3 separate regions of the Mus musculus genome follow, and regions 1 and 2 are each linked to region 3. The links are chromatin contacts, called in public Hi-C and HiChIP or PLAC-seq maps. All regions are on one chromosome and are shown on one strand. Each heading gives the region's core, a stretch centred on a gene start, on an enhancer-like site or on the middle of the called end of the contact. The rest is flanking DNA. Distances are from core to core; before and after follow the strand shown.

Region 1 (3,252 bases), core at 42-2,541, 140 kb before region 3:
TAAATAGTAGTAATTGACTCAGCTGTAGAATGATTTAAACAACAGGCTAATGATGCTGCTAACAATATCTCCAACAGAATACCATCCCTTCTGGAAGCACAGGGATGAAACATCTTAAATGGGTTTGGTATTAATCCATTCAAGCTAGAGTTTTAACTTCAGGGTGAAGCAGTCAAGGCTTCTTATGAAAACAGAAGATGGGGACCAGGAAGGATCAGACCTAAATTTGAGACCTGTCCCAGAGACCATCCAGCCTCCCCAGCCAGAGACAGTATTCTGCAGTGTCAGTTATGGGCTGTGCACATGATGACACTGTGGTGGAGTGCAATGGAAGAAGCATCCTGCTGCTGTAGCTGATACTCAGGCTTTTTTGTGCTTGCCAATTATTATCTGTCACTGAAAATATCTTAGTAGTAAAGCCTGGGCTTTAGGCTTGAACAATGAAGATAGTTTGAGGAATGAAGTAGCTAGGCCTGCCTACCTCAGAAGTATGTGTTCTAGCCTTAGAGCTGAACTAGAGAAAGTGGAATTGAGAGCTACAGTTACAGAGATCATTTCAAGGTAGACGTTCAGTTTTATGACTAGGACAAACAAGATGGCCAGCAACAGTATGAAAGAAACAGATAATGCTTGCTATTCAATTCTAATGAGTCACAAGGCAACTAACTCATCTGCGACAGGCAGAGTGCTACATACAGCCCATGTGTTGTGCTGGATTATATCTAAGCCAATAGATATAAATATATCAGCTACTAGTGTTTCGTGGTGAGTTTCATAATCTCTCTAAGCCTTCGCTCTAAGGTTCCATCTGTAACTATAGAAAAGGAAAATCTACCTTTCTAAGCCTCAGTAAAGACTGCTCAATAGAACTTGACAAATGGTCGCTCTCTGAGGACTGTGCACAGGCAGGTGAAATGATTCCTGATTTAAAACAGGGCCATCTGGGAGCTGGCGTGGGATTAGACATTGGTTGAAGGCTGTATCTGTTTTAAAGACACTGAGGAGAAAGGAAGCAAGCAACCTCTGTGCAAGCAGCAATTGCTTGGCATCAGCTCTTGTCTGTAAAACAATACATTGCTGCTGAGGGACACCTGGCGCATACTATCCTATGCTGTGGGATATGTGTTGTAGTTTTGCAGAAATGTGGAGACAGAGGAGGCCTGTGACAAAGAGGCTCAAAACAGCCAATGGATGGGGATTTCCAAAGATAGTGAGTGAACTGTGACTAAGTCACCTACTTAGAAATTCCAGACTAGGAATAAAGGGCCCAGGTAGACAGACAAATAGAATGTCAGAGAGAAATAAATAAAATCTACTTCATGAACATTCAACACAATTCATTCAAGATGTACCAGTCATCATACCGGTTTGGAGCACACATGAAAGACACATTTTAATTCTTTTAAAATTGTCAGAGCGAATGGCAACATCTCTTTTGTGTCTCAAACTGTGAAAGGAAACTGAGTTGACAATGTGAAAGTTTCCTTTTGTTCTTTTTTTCCAATCATGTGGCCATTTGAACCTAGGGGCCCAACTTACCCGGATTCATGAGATATTTTGGCTAATGAAATACAAGCACATGTTTTGAAAAGCAGATGGTGATGTAGTATGAGAGATCCTGAATAAAAAGGGATCCAGATAAAAAGCTGCATGTATGATGTCTACAACCAGCATAGCAGAGTCCTGACTGAATCTCTTCATAGTCCCTTCCTCCATGCAAACCACACACACACACACACACACACACACACACACACACACACACACAAAAGAAGGAAAAACAGGTGAACAACTCCTTCACTTATAGATCCATAATTTGATTAATAAACTGTTCTGTCTCTCAGATCAGGAAATATATGTGGCATAAAGAATTTCTCTAACCCTGTTCCAATTTGGAGGCTCAAATCTGAACTCAGTGCTCTCAGCTAACACAGTTGCCCTCCACCACATTTCTGTCCTGTGCCTCGAGCATTTTACAAGCCCCACCCATGGTTTGCATGCATTACTCACTAATGTCTTACTTTCTGCTGACAAAGGGCTTCAGGTCATAATCAGGCATCAAATCAATCTGAAGGTGATTCAGCTTCTCAGCCAACACAATTTTACAACGTTTCTGCTGGCTGCCCGGGCTTGCTGAGAGACCGAAAGATTGTTTTCCCTCCTACATACTTAAATGTGATGTGTGTGTTACCATAACACCGCCAGTATCGTGAAGTCAAGATTTGTTTGTTTAAGTGGAGCGTATGCTTAGCAAGCATCTGAAGTATCTTGGAAGTATAGAGGGTTTTGGTTCATTCGGGCTCACAGACTGACATGTACCTTGGCTGAACTTTGAAATGAATTCTTCATTTATCACTGTTTTACTGCATCCTATTATTTTTGTTGGTCTCTTCACAAGCACGCTTTCTCTTTGATCACCCTATGCTGTGTGCCTATACAGAAATTTACAGAGTTAATCTACAGTAGTCTTAATTCTATAAAATCCATGCTAAATTTGTGCCATGAATAAAAGGTTACACTTAAGTCTCTCTCTCTCTCTTTCTCTCTCTCTCTCTCTTCCTCTGTGTGTGTCTCTGTCTCTCTCCACCCTCACACACACACACACACACACACACAGACACACATGTGATCTGTACAACTTCCCAAGTCAAATCATCTACCAAAATTTAAGTGAACCTATAATTTAATTTTTATGATATCCTAGAAGTTCTGAAATTTTAATGCTATAAATTCACTGCGTGATGTTTGTTTTTCTTTTTTTGATATACTTACTTGAAAAGTCAACAATTATTGTTTACTTCCATCTCAACACAACCAATCCTTTTCAATAAATTGTCGTAGGGCTCTCTTACCACCCGTAATGCCCTGAAAGGTCATCCACTGTGAGAAGAAGATGCATTGACTTCTAGATTCCCCCAAGCCCTGCAGTCGGTTTGCTACACTCAGTGATTGTCCTGGTCTAATAATAACTGATCTCAATGTTTTAAGTGTTTCCCTACCCCTCCTTCTCTTGTTCCCTCTTTTCTGCTTGTTTACACTCTTGCTTTCCTTCTTTCCCTTCTAAAATGCACATTTACCCCCAATTTACATTTAAGTCTCATTGCTTTCTGATGGAGAAATGATAACCATATAGCTTCAGATTTTAAAAGTTCAGAAGAGACCACCAGGCTACAGGGTGAAAGGTGGTATGAGAGCAAATGGCTTGGAGATGGGATGGACTGCTTCATTTCATGTCCACTCTACATGGGCAGT
Region 2 (3,232 bases), core at 175-2,674, 170 kb before region 3:
TCCAATGGGCAGGCAACAGTTCTTGGGAGAATGCCCTGCCCCTGCCCCTGCCCCTGCCCCTGCCCCTGCCCCTGCCCCTGCCCCTGCAGCTGCAGCTGCAGCTGCCCACCACCCAGTTGTTTGGGATCAATGAAGCAGATATACATCTGCTATATATGAGAGGGGAGACCTAGATCCATAAAGTATATGTTCTTTAGTGGTTCAGATTCTGAGAGCCCTCAAGGTTCCAGGATAGTTGACCCTGTTGATCTTCCTGCCTTTCTATCCCTTCCTCCTATTCTTCTATAATTGTCCCCAAACTCCATCCACTGGACAAACACAAACCTTAAACATCACTACCAAGTTCTGGCTTGTGATGAGAATTTATAAATGGATAATTCTAAGTTAATTATTAGGTCAATTTAGAAGTCATTTGAAGTAATAGAATGAGAAAGGTTTTTTTTTGTTTGTTTGTTGTTTTGTTTTTTTGAGACAGGGTTTCTCTGTGTAGCCCTGGCTGTCCTGGAGCTCACTTTTTAGACCAGGCTGGCCTAGAACTCAGAATTCTGCCTGCCTCTGCTTCCCAAGTGCTGGGATTAAAGGCGTGTGTCACCACGCCCATCTGAGAGTTCTTTTATAATCATGAAATGATAAAATATTGAAGACATGAAACATATCTATCAGTGGAACTGTTTGAGTTGAGAAAAATCACTCGATTTCAAAAAGAAAATGCTAATTATATTTGTTACATAATAATTTGTTACTGGTATATCAAAAAAAATGGTCACAAGACCATTTTTTTCAGTATAAATTTAGAACCAATCTCAATTACAGGCTTACTTATAACTACAAATGATTTTCTTTGCTCTGCTCCCAAGTCTTACAGGATTATACTTATGGAATAGTCTGCACCTTCTTAGTAACATGGTAGAGCCTTCAGAAACTGACCAGGCTTAATACTTCTCTTACTAACTACCATTAACATGGGGAGTTGGAAACCTGACAAATAAACATACTTGTAAAAAAAAAAAGTTTGGTGCATATTCTAAGTAGTAAATTCTTGTATCCTTTCATTAACTCATATGAGTTGGAAGCACTTAGATGCCGCGGGACTAGACTCAGTGGGTCCCTCAACCCCCAGGGAATCAGGGACCTGGTATTCAGGTGGGCAAGGAGTTGGTGGGATGACAAACAGAAATGGACACCAGAGAGAGCGCTGTATCTGAATGTAATTTCTCAAATCAGACTTATATTAAGGTTGTCCAAAATACATTGAAGTTACCCAATGCAAAATGACTTTTACAAAAAACAGAGGAATGCACACATAAAAGTTAACAGGAACTAACTGGGATAAAAATCAATGTTAACAACTGGGATCAAAAGCACCCCCACCTAAGGTCAGCTTATTCTTAGAAGCCAGCTGCAAGGGCTTCATGACCTTGCCATAGTTCCAATGCTAGTCTCTTGTATAATCCACCTTCCCCTTAGGCCATTGTAAATTCCTGTGTATGGGAGTGACTCAGCTATTGTTCTAAGTATTTACATTAGTTCCTTCTTAAACCACAATCTTCCTTCTTCCTGGGCCCTTGTAAATTCCTGTGTATGGGAGTTACTCGACTATTGTTCTAAGTATTATTTTGTAGACTAGACCTGAGTTTTCTAGCTCTATTCCAGTGAATTGTAATGCCTGATTTCTTTCACTGTCTCTCTGTCAACACTGGAGGCTTTTCATCTGAATGAGTAGCATTCTTACAAAAATCAAAGTCCAAGGTTAGCTCAACAATTTCCTAGGATATTGGAACACTGGTGGAGGCTAATCTAACTTAGCTATATGTCAAAATCAATCCTTAGAGGCACTTATAATAAAATAATTCTGAAGGAAAGCACACAGATCCATTCACCGACTAATGCAAGGACAGGTTTGGACCATTCGTTTTACAGGATGCCAAGGCTCCAGGACACTAAGTTTCTGTGAAACTTTTTGCCTCAGAACTGCATCTAAGCTTTTGGGCCTGTCACACAATTACCACTGGAGTAAGACAAAGGGACATTAGACAAGAAGGGAATCCAGAAAGACAAGAGAGAACTTAGTGAAAAGTGACAAATTCCGGAGAATATTCTAGTTTTTGAGATAGTTGCAGAGGATATTTCCCAAACATCATGTAAGAAATTCTAACACTGTACACAGGTGTTTGTGAGTCATCCTTCCTTGGATGAAATTCATCTATAAGTTTAAATACTTGCATAGTTTGACAGTAGATATGACAATGGATTTTTTTTTAGCAATCTATGTCCTTTTAATGGTGGAAATGTTGAGTTATTTATAACCTAAAAACATAGAAATTATCACTTGAGTTTAATTTTAAAAAATGTTTTATAAGGGTATTGTTACAAAGTTCTCTGAATATCAGGTATTTTATTCCAGCACAAATCCTTTTGTGGGTTTTTATCTGACAGGAAAAAAAAGATAAGGAATCTGGGGCACAGCGTTAAGGAAAGTAGAAGATCAAATAGCACGTATTCTCCCTCGGCGTTTGGCAAATGTAGAGAGAATGTCAAGTCTTGTATTTTACCATAAGAACAAATTAGAATATAATTGGAGAAAAACCAACATGTTATTTCATCAAGGCTGGAATGTGTCTTTTATGTCAGATATTTTTGGTATTTACTAATATTTTAACCTTGGGATAAGAATAAAATAAAATCTCAACTTACTAATTTACATCTAACTATGAAGCAACCATGTTATTTCAAAAGAATTTGAATGTTAGTCATTTTATATAAAATGTACTATTCTGATGACACAGAACTCCCAAAGAATTCCAGGAATTGCTCTGATTTTTATTCAGAAATGGATTTACATTGAAGAAAAATACTATTTTGTCTTAAAATTGAACCTAATGTATTTTAAAAGTTATGCAAGGGGCTGGTGAGATGGCTCAGTGGGTAAGAGCACCCGACTGCTCTTCCGAAGGTGAGGAGTTCAAATCCCAGCAACCACATGGTGGCTCACAACCATCCGATCACGAGATCTGATTCCCTCTTCTGGAGTGTCTGAAGACAACTACATAGTGTACTTACATATAATAAATAAATAAATCTTTAAAAAAAAAAAGAAAAAAAAGTTATGCAATTGTAGTTGAAATGTACCTGTTCATTGTGAGTCTTAGAGTAAGCAAAGATAATTCATTGTGAGGAATTAAAATTGCATGTCTTCCAAATTTTTCAAAACTTTAAAATAACAATAACACAG
Region 3 (3,342 bases), core at 120-2,619:
CTCCTCACCATGAATCCTCCTTGTGAAAAAGCACAAAGCTCTGCTGTGGGAGTTAAAAAGAGGTATTGGGTCCTTACACGTAGTTTGAATTGTTGATGAATAGTTAATAATGTGAGCAAATAAAACAACGCAAAACTAGAGGCTAATGCCAAACACACTAAAGTTATGGTTAATTATGAAAGAACAGCACACTGACAAGGACAATTCTGGAAGAAGTTGCTATGGGTTGAGGTAGTCCATGAAGATTTCATTTTTCCTATGTGCAAAGAGAAAAATTATGGGGTTGGTTGGTTGGTGACAGGCAAAATCAACGTTATAGAGATCAGCAGCATGGGACACAGTAAAGAACCTCGGTCAGAGTCAGGAAACTTAAGCCCCTCATTAGGATGACTCTGCCACCAGCCACCTACAATGTGAAGTGACTCAGCTTTTGTGGTTCCCTGTTTTCTGGACTGGAAGGAGGCTGCTGAATTAAGTGTTTCTTTCACGCCCTTCAGTTCTTCCATCTTTTTACCCTCGTCTTCTGACCACCTCCAGCTACCAGACAGATCCGCTGTCATTTTTGAAGGTTGCATGGGAACCTTGAAGCTCCTGTGTTTAAACCCATCACACACTCAGAAACCCCCCCCCCCCAGCTGTTTGGTTTCTATGGGAACAATTCAAGAGAGTTTTGCAACCTAGGTTATGATTAGCAGTAGAATTTGCCATGGTGCTATCTACAAGACTTGATTGTACAGGTCCTTTCTTTGTCTTTATGGATGGCTCTACATTAGCCTGTGAATTTTGAGAAATTCATCAAAGTAAGCTATTTATACAGGATTTTCTTTGGATCTCCCCTCCAAACTGGGGAATATTACTTTCCACAAAATATGCCCGAAGTTTGTGCTCATATTCCTTCATATTATTCTTGTTGTATGATTAACGTTTGTAAATCTGTGTGTGTGTGTGTGTGTGTGTGTGTGTGAGAGAGAGAGAGACAGAGACAGAGACACAGACAGAGAGACAGAGATCACCCCCATCTCAGGCCAGGTGAAGACTCTATGTTTCAATGCTTCCACCTGGAACTTCAGGGTTGTCAGTCACTGAGGAGGACTAATTCCTGATCCTGTTGCTCAACCCTTCAGGCTCACTAACTGCAGGCCAAAGTTTTACAAAGAAACACCTGTACTCTTCCAAGGCAATTGGAATTTTTAAGTGGCAATTGCTCCTGTCTGAGGTCCTTGGAGTACTTTGTGAAAGTGAAGGGAATACAGGGGTTCCTAAATTACCCAGGCCCAGACGAAGACGTCACAGGCTGTTTTTACTGATGGACAGATACCTCATCCTCCCCCAAACACAAACACTCATAGATCCGGCCGGAACTACCTCCAAACCCACCCTGGACAGCGCGGCCGAGACAGGGAAGGTTTGCTCGCTCTGAGGGATTGCCAGCACATCAGAAGTGGCCGGGAGCTGGGGGAGGAGACTGAAGGGAGAGGTAATCCCTGGCGTTTTGAGCATCCCCTTTTTAGAAAGAAGGAGTCTCTCCCAGGACAGCTGCTGCGGTCACACCACAAACTTAAAAGCCGCCCTCCTGCTTGGAGCGTGCCTTTCCTCACCACGCTCGCTGGCCTAAGCGCCAACTGGTGGGTCACTGTCCGAGAGAGAGGCGCTGCGCTCGGGGGACAGGAGCGCCCCCTGCCTTCCCGCTTGGCCGTAGCCGCGGCCTCATTGCTCTGCCAGGGCCGCCTGTGCGGGGTTCAGCCCCGGCTGCCGCTCCGAAGAACTCGCGCCTGTGCCCGCGGTCGCCATCCTCTTGGCTTCCTTGGGCTGTCCTTTCCTCTCTCCTGAGCCTGCGACGTAAGGAAAGGAAAAGCGACAAGAGTTGCTAGCAGGAAGGTAAGTCTGTGATCGGATCACCTGCTATTCCATGGGAGGGTGCTCTAGCAACTTAATGTTAAGCAGGGATGCGGGGATCATTGTGGATCCCAAGTGATAATCCGTAGCGACTGGGGTGTTGGGGACCTGTGCCGAGTCTGAGAAGGAGCTGGAGAGCACACAGGATGCGGAGACCATGGTGGAGATCCTATGAGCTCCGCTCCGGAGATTGTGCGACAACTGGGGCTCAGTGCCACCTCGTCACTATGTTTCAGAATCTCATTTCGAAGTCCCGCCAGCCTGCGCCGCCAAAACTTTGCTTCCTGGGGCGTCCTGCTCAAGAACTCTGTTCTCTCCCTGGATGCCAGCTTTCTAGACCCCTCCCTAGCCTGGATAGCCAAGGGAGTTTAAGGACATACTTCCAGACTCCCAATTACAGGTTCATTTGGAGCCGCGATGGTAGGGAGGTCCCGGGTGAATTAAGCAAAGTGCAACAGCGCCTAGCTCGCCCCTTTCTACTTGGGCTGGGGACACAGTAGGTGAGAGAGAAGTTGTTGTTTTGATTGTGGGAAATTGAGGTACGATGTCCCTTTTTTCTTGCAAAGGAATTGCGACTGGCGCTGTCCTGGAAATGCGCATCCTTTTTGCTGGGGCGGACGGGTGGGTGGGGTGGGAGGATTTGAAGTCAGACTCTAGCCTCGGAGCTTGTTGTCTGTGAAGTGAAGTTGTGTTTAAGTGCTCTGGGGCCAAGGAAGCCTCTGTGGCCCCAGACATGAACCCCACTGTGCACTTGACCCCAAGGACGCTGTCAACTGTCCCTCTTGCTCATGGTCGCTAACTGCCCTGGCAGCCTCTGAAGACCCGTTTTCGGAACTGATATTCCTTTCCTGGTGACTTGTGCTCAACCTCATGGCTTTGCTTAAGTCTCAGTGCTAGGAGGGACTTGACAGGAGGAGGAGACATCCCTGTATTGTGGCAGGGCTATCTGGAATGTGGGGGACTGGATTGTAGATAGCCCTGGCAGCTGGGGACGCTGACCTCAGGCATTAGGTATTAAGGATGTCGGAATTAAATTGGCAAACTTTTTACCATTTAATGTCAGTCTGTAATAAAATGCAGTATCCCAACGTGGACTCTTCTTTCTCCACCCAAATCCTTTACTTCACATGCCTCTCTAAACGGGAACTCCTATTTGGACCAGAAAAAGAACAGTAAATACCAGGAATGGGAAAGGACCTAAACTCTCAAGTTCCAAGGGGGAGGGGGGCAAAACTCTTTAATATGTGCACAAGCATTGGGAAGGTGGAGAAATCAACCGAGAGAAAAGAGATTACATGTGCATAAAGGAGATGATAAGAGCCCCCTACTCCTGTGTATCCTTGCTGCTTTTGTGTAAAAGCATGGCAAGGGCAATCAGTGTCTTCTTCGTTTGGCATGTGGAAAGAAAAATGTGAAGGATAAGGAAGGGAGGGAGGTTTCTGTCAT

What was found. A called contact is a pair of places that touch in the nucleus more often than the background predicts. HiChIP or PLAC-seq counts read pairs in DNA pulled down with a chosen protein or histone mark.
Region 1: a contact with region 3 is called in a Hi-C map of epidermal suprabasal cells, with 2.2 times the contacts expected there. The contact joins the enhancer-like site here to the promoter of Sema3d in region 3. A contact is called at or near these places in 1 of 39 promoter capture datasets (embryonic stem cells) and 3 of 484 Hi-C or Micro-C datasets (epidermal suprabasal cells, uterus and ventricular fibroblasts).
Region 2: an H3K27ac HiChIP or PLAC-seq map of embryonic stem cells shows a contact between it and region 3, with 6 read pairs. The contact joins the enhancer-like site here to the promoter of Sema3d in region 3. A contact is called at or near these places in 1 of 39 promoter capture datasets (the 3T3-L1 cell line), 2 of 484 Hi-C or Micro-C datasets (the C2C12 cell line and nephron progenitors), 1 of 115 datasets of contacts at active chromatin or transcription factors (embryonic stem cells) and 1 of 9 other capture datasets (adipose tissue).

Annotation. Positions count from the first base shown.
Region 1 is chr5:12,241,375-12,244,626 of GRCm38.p6, forward strand. No RefSeq gene overlaps it. Among named protein-coding and RNA genes, the nearest start is that of Sema3d, 140 kb to the right of the region's middle. Within about 2 kb of position 1,292, at least 10 of the 459 cell types and tissues checked have an H3K27ac peak or open chromatin away from gene starts, as enhancers often do. A contact at or near this core is called in epidermal suprabasal cells, where this site is marked.
Region 2 is chr5:12,208,332-12,211,563 of GRCm38.p6, forward strand. No RefSeq gene overlaps it. Among named protein-coding and RNA genes, the nearest start is that of Sema3d, 170 kb to the right of the region's middle. Within about 2 kb of position 1,425, at least 14 of the 459 cell types and tissues checked have an H3K27ac peak or open chromatin away from gene starts, as enhancers often do. A contact at or near this core is called in embryonic stem cells, where this site is marked.
Region 3 is chr5:12,381,797-12,385,138 of GRCm38.p6, forward strand. It overlaps Sema3d (sema domain, immunoglobulin domain (Ig), short basic domain, secreted, (semaphorin) 3D), which reads left to right and starts at 1,370. Exons shown (of 18, transcript NM_028882.4): 1 at 1,370-1,878.